Regions from separate parts of the Ovis aries genome. Here region 2 is linked to region 1. Evidence: chromatin contacts called from public Hi-C data. All regions are on one chromosome and are shown on one strand. Each heading gives the region's core, a stretch centred on a gene start, on an enhancer-like site or on the middle of the called end of the contact. The rest is flanking DNA. Distances are from core to core; before and after follow the strand shown.

The links. Hi-C and Micro-C count contacts between places; a contact is called where the count stands out from the background.
Region 2: a contact with region 1 is called in a Hi-C map of liver, with 2.6 times the contacts expected there. The contact joins two enhancer-like sites. A contact is called at or near these places in 10 of 16 Hi-C or Micro-C datasets (hypothalamus, liver, mixed tissues and 5 more).

The regions. Positions count from the first base shown.
Region 1 is chr26:24,214,416-24,218,826 of ARS-UI_Ramb_v3.0, reverse strand. ERI1 (exoribonuclease 1) reads right to left here. Exons shown (of 7, transcript XM_004021747.5): 4 at 1,831-1,914; 5 at 387-496. Among named protein-coding and RNA genes, the nearest start is that of ERI1, 10 kb to the right of the region's middle. Within about 2 kb of position 1,411, at least 2 of the 54 cell types and tissues checked have an H3K27ac peak or open chromatin away from gene starts, as enhancers often do. A contact at or near this core is called in liver, where this site is marked.
Region 2 is chr26:24,488,698-24,493,396 of ARS-UI_Ramb_v3.0, reverse strand. No RefSeq gene overlaps it. Among named protein-coding and RNA genes, the nearest start is that of PPP1R3B, 160 kb to the right of the region's middle. Within about 2 kb of position 2,271, at least 28 of the 54 cell types and tissues checked have an H3K27ac peak or open chromatin away from gene starts, as enhancers often do. A contact at or near this core is called in liver, where this site is marked.

The DNA.
Region 1 (4,411 bases), core at 162-2,661:
TGATGTACTCTGCATATTAAATAAGCAGGGTGACAATATACAGCCTTGACGTACTCCTTTTCCTATTTGGAACCAGTCTGTTGTTCCATGTCCAGTTCTAACTGTTGCTTCCTGACCTGCATATAGGTTTCTCAAGAGGAGGTTAGGTGGTCTGGTATTCCCATCTCTTTCAGAATTTTCCAGTTTACTGTGATCCATAGAGTCAAAAGCTTTCACCCCTAGGACTTAAAAATTTAACTAAGGATAAGGATATGAGAGGAAAATTATTGTCTGCTGTGGGGGGTCCTTCAGGAAATAATATTTTCTGTGGTTATTCTAAAAGTTAGATGAATAAGGATATCTTTAATCTTAAAAAGCAGATTAAGATAAATTTCCTAAATACTTACCCATCTGTTAATATGGAATATTTATACTTTGTCCCTAATTCCTTCAGTTTCATCCAGTCAATGACTTTTTTCAGTACCTGAGGGAAGGTATCGGCTTTGTCTACTTGATCCTGAGGATATGAATGTATAATACATAAAAATCACGGCAGTTACATGCAGTCCTACAAAATACTCAGCATACAAACACTGGAGGGACATGAAAGAGCAAGACACAGTCTTATCTATGATGTTTTGAACTCTGTGGTTTCTTAGGCTAAGATTCACTGAAAATTCCAATTGTAAGACGATTAAAAATTGTTTATAGCCAAATATTAGGAACTGCTTTCAACTGAAGTATATAATCGTCCCAAAATGAAGATTTAAGATCATCCACAGGCATTCTCTTTTTTCAGGCCTCAACCTAGTGGCTTCCTGATTCTCCAGAGGGGAGAAAAGGGCAATCTCTTCTTAGCTGAAAGCCCTGGCCCTCTACAGTATCTCTGCATCTCAAAGTTCACATCTTTCCAAAACATACTATATCCATCTTCCTAAGATGTAAATCATCCATCATATCACTTTCATACTTAAAATCCTCCAAACACTCCCCAAGGCTTTCCAGACAAAAAGGACACATAAGACCCTTCGTGATATAGCTCATCTCTATTACTTCAGCTTTATTTGTGACCATTTTCTCATCAGCCCATAAGATACCTGAACCATCCTGAACCACTTAAAAGTTCTGTCCTTCACACCTGAAATGCCCAGTCATTCTTTTACGTCTGTTTACCCATCATGACTCTGCCCAAGCTCACCAACTTGAGTTTTGCCCAGGACAGTCCTCCATTCCCTTTGTCAGAGAAAGGTCTTTCTACGGGGGCCCATGACACCCTGAGGAAACACTGACTGTCAGTAATCCTAACCATACTGTGACCACTGTTTTTTTTGTGTCAGTCCCCCCAACCTACAATTGCTAAGTGAGCTGAGGAGAGAGACTATCCTGACTATTTCTGTATCCCTTGTAGCTCGGCAGATATTACAGCACACCCTCAAATATTTGCTGAACAAATGAATACAGCAACTAAGTAAATGGACAAAGGGCCTGCCACATTAGAATACAACCAAAAATCAGAGACCTAAAAAAAATTACACTATATATAAAATCAGGTTGTAAACAGATATATTTTAAAACTTCATCCCCAAGTGCAGCATGGTAACTTAACTCTTTCTTCACTAATGCTCCAAACAAATGAAATGCTTAGATTCATCATTACAACACTTTAAAAGGAAAGGCTGAAAAATATCTTATCAGGTATAAAATGTGCTTTCCTAAGTATTACAAAGCAAAAGATCTTTACCAAGAAAGGAAAGTCTCACATTTAATTGTTTACAACAATAATTTTATGAAATAAATCCCTAATTTCAAAACTTCCTTCAAACTCTAGAAAAAGGAACACAGAGTGATAACCTGAGTAATTCCAGTTAGATTGATGCAGAAGTCAGAAAGTTGGGTGTTAATCTCTGGTCTCACATACTGCTGAAACGTATCTTCCTACAAGAGAAGGACAGCAAACTGAAGTATTTCTATGACTTAAGATACATGAAATAATATATGACAACATCAGCCACACTGGGTTGTAACCTTACAGGTGGTTAAGGCAGAGACTACAGTTTTAACAATTTAAGGATAATGTCCTATTCCCAAATTACTCTAATTTTTTAATTAAAAAATTATGTTTCACACTTTACAAACGTTTAAGATAGAACAAGTATCTGAAGTCTTCAAACCAAACTTTAACCAGAGGAGCAAAATGCTGATGATTTTGCTTATAATGTTTTGGAAATGTAAAGCCTATTAATGCAACCTCCAGTTGAAGATATTAAGAGCTTTTTAAATAACAGAAAGTATGTTTAAGAAATGCCAGTTTTCAGTTACAATTAGTTCAGATTCCTGCTCTCATTCACTCCTAATTAGATCTTATTTTTATATTAAGATTTCATTAAGCTGAATTCTGAGTAATCAAAATTTAACAATATGGCATGTAGCAGTTTAAAGAGTGGTAATTAATAGCACTAATTATTTTAGCAATGTTTAACCTCTTGAAGTTTTCAGGTTTGCATTCTTATTTTGTGCTCACAACAACTCTGTGAACTCAGTAAGGACAGAACTGTTATTATCAGGCTCAGATCTAAGTGCTTCTTCCTTTAGCCCAATGCTGCTTCCCTAAACCAGATCACACTAAGTCACTTGCTCAAATTAAGGACAATTTCAAAGTCTTTTAAAGATTTATTGGCAGCAATTATTAATACTAGCTAGCTACGAAGGAAAAGATAAAGAAAATTCCTTATAATAGAAGATTAAAAATTTAAGAAAAAATAGTGCTTACAAAATTCTTTTTACACATTTGTTTATTAAGCAGATGAATTATCAATAGTTAATAATTGTAAAAGAGTAAAAGAACAGCAAAGAACATTTGAACTTCTAAAGTTAAGAGACATCCTTTACTTATCAGACATATTTCAAAAGAAAAAATTCTACTTCTTGGATTTCTTAGATAAATGAAGTCTATCCTTTTAAGTATCAGGATTTTATTTCATAATTTTATATGAAAATCTTAAAAAAATGCAATATCTTACCATTACAAGCTGGTATTATTTAACATTTGTAACAGAATGATGCCATAGAACTAACTATGCATTCACTGACCAAATACTGAATAATTACTTAAATACATTACATAGTAAGTTAAAAGGTGATGAAGGTTCTTAAAAAGTTAAGAGTAGATAAGAGGGATCAGAAACACTGGTGTCTGGGGGTGTTCAGACTGAACAGAGAACCAGTTAGTCTTTATTTAGAAGGCAAGAGTTAAGGAAGGCCTGGAAGGATGGGCGGGAGGAAGGAAATTAGCAGGAAGATCTCTGGAGGAAAGGAATTTGAGCTAAAGCTCTGGGAGGTGAGGGGGTGGAGCATGCCTGGCATTTCTGAGAAGCAGCAAGCAGGTCAACATGCTGTAATCAGAGGTAACTAGAGGCCAGATTGTAAAAGGAATATCACTTTTATTCTGAGTTAAATGGGGAGCCATAAAAGGGTTGTGATCAGAGGAATGAAACTATATATTTTATAAGGAGCACTCTGGTCACTAAAGGGGCTTCTCTCATAGCTCAGCTGGTAAAGAATCCGCCTGCAATGCAGGAGACCTAGGTTTGATCCCTGGGTTGGGAAGACTCCCTGGAGAAGGGAAAGGCTACCCACCCCAGTATTCCAGCCTGGAGAATTCCAAGGACTGTATAGTCCATGGGGTTGCAAAGAGTCAGACACGACTGAGCAACTTTCACTTTCACTGGTCACTAAACTGAGAACTGGCTGCAGGGAACAAGAACACAAGGGAAGCCCAAGTATACTGGAGTAGGTAGCCTATCCCTTCTGCAGATCTTCCTGACCCAGGAATTGAATCGGGGTCTCCTGCATTGCAGGCAGATTCTTTACCAACTGAGCTATCAAGGAAAGCCCTTAGACAGAAACAGAGACTGGTTAAATGGTGAACAAATGCAGTAAACCCAGAGAAGAAATCAATGGGGCTCAAACTACAGTCATAGCAAGGCAGTTAAGTGGCTGGTTCTGGATACACACTGAAAGCAGAACAGACAAGAGCCGCTGATAGCCTAGGTGTGTGATGCGAAGAATAGGAGTCAAGGATGACGCCAACGTTTTGGCACTGAGCAAGCAGAAAGACTGAGTTGCCAGGCCCCAAGCCAGGGAAGGCTGAAGATAAAACAAGTTTACAGTAAATTCAGTCTGGGACACGTTAGGATGGCTGTTTAGATGTCTAAGTAGAGATGTTAAGTGACAGCCTGGATTTTGGATAGAGGATGAGGTTGGAGATATATATTCAGAAGATACCAGTTTCTACGGAATTTTTAAGAGCTATGGAACCAGATGATAGGTGAGTTCATTAACGGAGAAAGTATATACAGAGAAGAGGACCTGGGATTGAACCTATGTTATCCAATACTAGGAAGTTGGAAGAAGACGAAACAGCAAAGGAAAT
Region 2 (4,699 bases), core at 1,022-3,521, 270 kb before region 1:
TCATCTCCCCATGCAATTGGAGTCTGTCAAGACGCAAGATCAGGAGTTCTGGGAAGCAGACATAACTGTTTTTGGCAGAGGTGATCTGTGTTTACCTTAAAATATATGTTGACTTTCCAAACAAACTCCATCTTCTTACTGTCCCAGAAACCACTTTGCAACCCAAATGTTCAATAAGGGCTCATCAGCGTGGATGCCTCTTAGGAAATTCAGGGTATGTAAGTAGGATGGGGGCGTCAGGACCTCTTAGCCCTGGTAGGGACCAGCCAGCACAGACCCGCTCTGTGGCTGCCCACTGTTATTCCAGCCTCGCAATCAGAGCTTCCCCCAGAAGCCGCTGGCATTTATTTAGAAACTAATTGTGCTGCGGTTTGGGACACGAAATGGAAAAAGATCAGTTCACATTGCAATCCATCTTGGAATGAAATGGCTGTTGTGGCACCAGAAGAAAATTGTTCCATTAAGTCAAAGGCAAACCTCAGTTTGAAGAATGGAAAGGCCAGAGCCTTGAGATGAGAGTCTATGTGTTTCAGAACCATCGCTGCATGTTAATAGCCCCGCTGACATCACAATGCCCGCGTCCTGTTGCCTGGAAAACTCCTTTACCCTCCCTCCCTTTCCCCTAACTGGTAATTCTCAATTATCCGCAAACATTTTAATGACAGCAACATTCTATTCTCAGACGGTCTGACCCTCGTCTTCTAAGAAAGCTATGACTTCTTTTCTAACATTTGGACTGTCCCCAACCTTTGAACTGCACTGCCTTTAAGATCTGGTTCTCTCCTCCAACAACCAGCAGAAAATCTTATAAGACACTCGTCTTACTGCACGCATGTGTCTGATTTCCCTTGGGAGCCTTTTAAAAATGCTGGGCTCCACCCCAGGCCTACTAAATTGGAATCTGCATTTTAGGATGCCCCCATGAGCAGAATGGGTTTCCCAGGTGGCACTAGTGGTAAAGAATCTGCCTGTCAACGCAGAAGATATAAGAGACATGAGTTTGATCCCTGGGTCGGGAAGATCCTCTGGAGTAGGGCATGGCAATCCACTCCAGTATTCCTGCCTGGAGAATCCTATGGGTGGAGGAGCCTGGCGGGCTATGGTCCATAGGGTCACAAAGAGCTGGACACAACTGAAACAACTTAGCATGCACAGATGCAAAGCAGAATATATCCATTCTCCCAGGGTGAGGGCTGGGTGCAGACGCAATAGATAACTGTCAAACCAATGAATGGATCCATATCTCTCAAGCACACACTCTATCCTTGGCTGACCACCATTAGTGGTCATAGAACGAAAACTACTATTAATATGAATTATTCATTTCCCAGGACCTGCTTAGTTCTCTGCAAAACAATCAATATTTCAATATGACACAAAGAATGGCCCATCTGCATTTCTGAATCAAACACAATTTTTTTTTTTAATCTTCCACTGTTTGGGATTCTGTGTCATTGTTTTAACAGCTCAATTAGGACTGCTAAAGTTAGTTAAAACTTTCTATAGTTTTTTTCATTGAGCATTAGAGATTGCTGACCCTGAAAGGAAACATCAGGATCATTGAGACCAACCTCACTCATCAGATGAGGATACCAACCTCTTCTCTTCCTTCACATTAGTTACAAGGCCTAAGGTATCTATTTGTCTGTTGTTGTTTTTAGTCACTCACTCAGTCGTGTCTGACTCTTTGCGAGCCCATGGACTGTAGCCTGCCAGGCTCCTCTGTCCATGGAATTTCCCAGGCAAGAGTACTGGAGTGGGTTGCCACTTCCTTCTCTAGGGGATCTTCCTGACTCAGGGATCAAACCCATGTCTCCTGCACTGGCAGGCAGATTCCTTACCCCTGAGTCACCTGGGAAGCCCCTGTTTCTCTCTCTCTGTCTCTGTGCATAATCTCTGGGACCCTGGGTCTCATCTACTCACACTATGGATATTTTTCCTGGGCTGCTCTTCCCTGGGCTGTTCCTTTTCTCTCCCTTGGGTTGTCCTCTGTGGTTCCTGACCACCACAGGAAGCTTCCAGACAATATAGAAATGCTGGCGCTGAAGTTCCTGGAGCTCCCAACTTCCCTCATATTCCCACAGGCCTAGACAGTTGCTCTGGATGTCTGGAGAAGAGTTCATTTTCCCAGAGAACACTGACAGGGGAAAAAAAAAAAAAAGAAAACCCATGTCATCTGTAGTGAGTAGGTCTGTCCATGAGGTGGTGTCGTTGGCACAACTGAAGCAGGTCAGGGCATAGAGGGAGGCCAATCGGATTGATCTTGAAATAATAAACCATGCCACCTCCGCACACTCCCATCCCCACATGTGACAAACACCTGCCTGGGCCTCTAGGGTGTGGACGATTTCGCAAAGAGGCTTCTCAGCTCCCAGGCCAGCTGCCTGGAGCCTAGGGAGCAGTCCAGGCCAGGGGACATGTGAGAAGCCGTGGGCGCGCTGGCTGTGTTCAGCGGACGTGAGAGCAGTGCTCCCTCTGTACCCGGCCGCCCCTCCTCCTTCCTGGGCCAGTGGGGTTGTCTGCTGTGGTCATTAATCGCCTGGGAAAGCCTTCCAGCCGACACACAAAGCCTGGCACTGAGGCTCCCAGTGCGCTGGGCTTCCCTGGCAAGCTCCTTCTGCCCTTTCAACACACACCTGGAGGTTCCTGTTGGGCGGAGTCCATTGAGACAGGATAGTCAACAAAAGCACCCCACATATGGAAAACATCCCTAGACCCCACATTTTGTGAGCAGCTCCCGCTGGTGTCTGAACCATGCTGAAATAAATAGTCCTTCTTTGCGTGGTCTTGAAGGAGAGAAAAGATGCTGTGAAAATCACTTACTAGTGACGCCTTCTCTGGGGTCAGTCTTGTTTTCCAATATTAGGAAGTTCCATTTCTATGTGGAACAAGTACCTTGTGTCTTCACCAGAGAGAGGGGACCGCAGACTCAGCTGACTCTCCCTGCTACAGGCCAGATGTTTTATGTTGTCACCGTCTGTTCATCAAAGACCCTGTTGTCCTGGGGCTTCACAGAGGGACAGGTCAGGCTCTGAAAGGGGGGACTTTGATACTTCCCTGGGGTCACACATGTGTCAGCCACAGAGGCAGGGCACACCCAGAGCTCAGGCTTTCTTTGCTGTATTACCTGTTGCATGGATACTAAACAAGTGTGGTTTTTGAATCGAAAGTCGTAACAGTTATAGAATAGCGCCCCTTAACATCTGGGTGGTCCTTTATGTATACAAAATGCTTTACTGTTGCCCAAGACCTGCTGAGACAAATCCTAGCACTGAGGTCCACCCTTCTTGGGTTCTGGCTCTCTCCTTGGCCACCTCTCCCACCGTGGCCTCAAGCCATGGGTCTCACCGCCGGGCTGGCCCTTGCTTCCCAGTTCACGGCAAATCTGATAATTAATCGATGCTGGAAGGCTGCCACCCATGCCCATTCCCTGGGGGGTTCCGGGGTCCTAGATCCTGGGTGGGCCTGGGAAGGTGAGCACCAGAGCGGAGGTGTGCCCTGTAAGCGAATTTGGCCTGTCTCTCAGGGTACCCAGGGCCAGCCTTGGCTGATGCCCAGCAAAACATCAGTGATGAGAGCACCACTCGGCAAAGCCCAGCTTCCTTCCTCACCCGCCAACAAATGTGATCTTTTGGCTGAAGCCCTTTAATTGGGAAATTAAGTCCTATGTGTCTAATTCCTAAGTTAAATTGGACCCAAGACTGAATTGGATCTGCACTGAAGAGGAACCAGAAATCTAATAAGTTCTGGGGTATGCTGAGCTCACTACATCATAGTAATAATATTGACATTTACTAGGTTCGTACTGTCAACCAAGCTCTAACTGTTTCACTCTACCAATTTCTTCCTTCAGAATACTGCAAGCACATATTACATGTGCCCAGAAAAATGAGGCATAAAAAGATGATGTGACTTGTCCAAGATCCCACAGCTAGTAATGGAGGAGGCTGAATTTGAATTCATAACCACTATTTGGTACCAAAATGGCCCTTGAGCTCCCATAACCATGCTGGCAGTTGCCTACACATTTTTGAGCTCCTCTGAGTTCCTGTTTGGAGAAGGCAATGGCACCCCATTCCATACTCTTGCCTGGAAAATCCCATGGATGGAGAAGCCTGGTAGGCTGCAGTCCATGGGGTTGCTAAGAGTTGGGCAAGACTGAGTGAATTCACTTTCACTTTTCACTTTCATACATTGGAGAAGGAAATGGCAACCCACTTCAGTGTTCTTGCCTGGAGAATCCCAGGGACGATGGAGCCTGGTGGGCTGCCATGTATGGGGTCGCACAGAGTCAGACATGACTGAAGCGACTTAGCAGCAGCAGCAGCAGCAGCAGCAGAGTTCCTGTTATTCAGGGGAATCTCAGCTGAGATCCTGTCCTTTGGAGAAGCTCCAGAACAAACCAGTCTCTGGGGAGAAAATCGGGTGAGAAGTACTGTTAGTGTCAGGCGGCCCATCATGAGTCTTGGAGTCCTTCTTTCGGTCTTTCCCATCCTTCCTCCTGAATCCTTCCTACCTCGTCTGTCTTTCAGCTAATCAATCCCAGTGTGGCCAGTTCAAAGAAGGAGCCCCTAGGTCGTGGCTCCATGTTTTGTGGAGTTTTGTTTATTTTCACGTCAGCAGTGGCAAGAATGCGGCAGCACTCATCCCAAAGGACCATATCAAAGTACAGTCTTTGTCCTAGTCCCTTCAAGTGGCT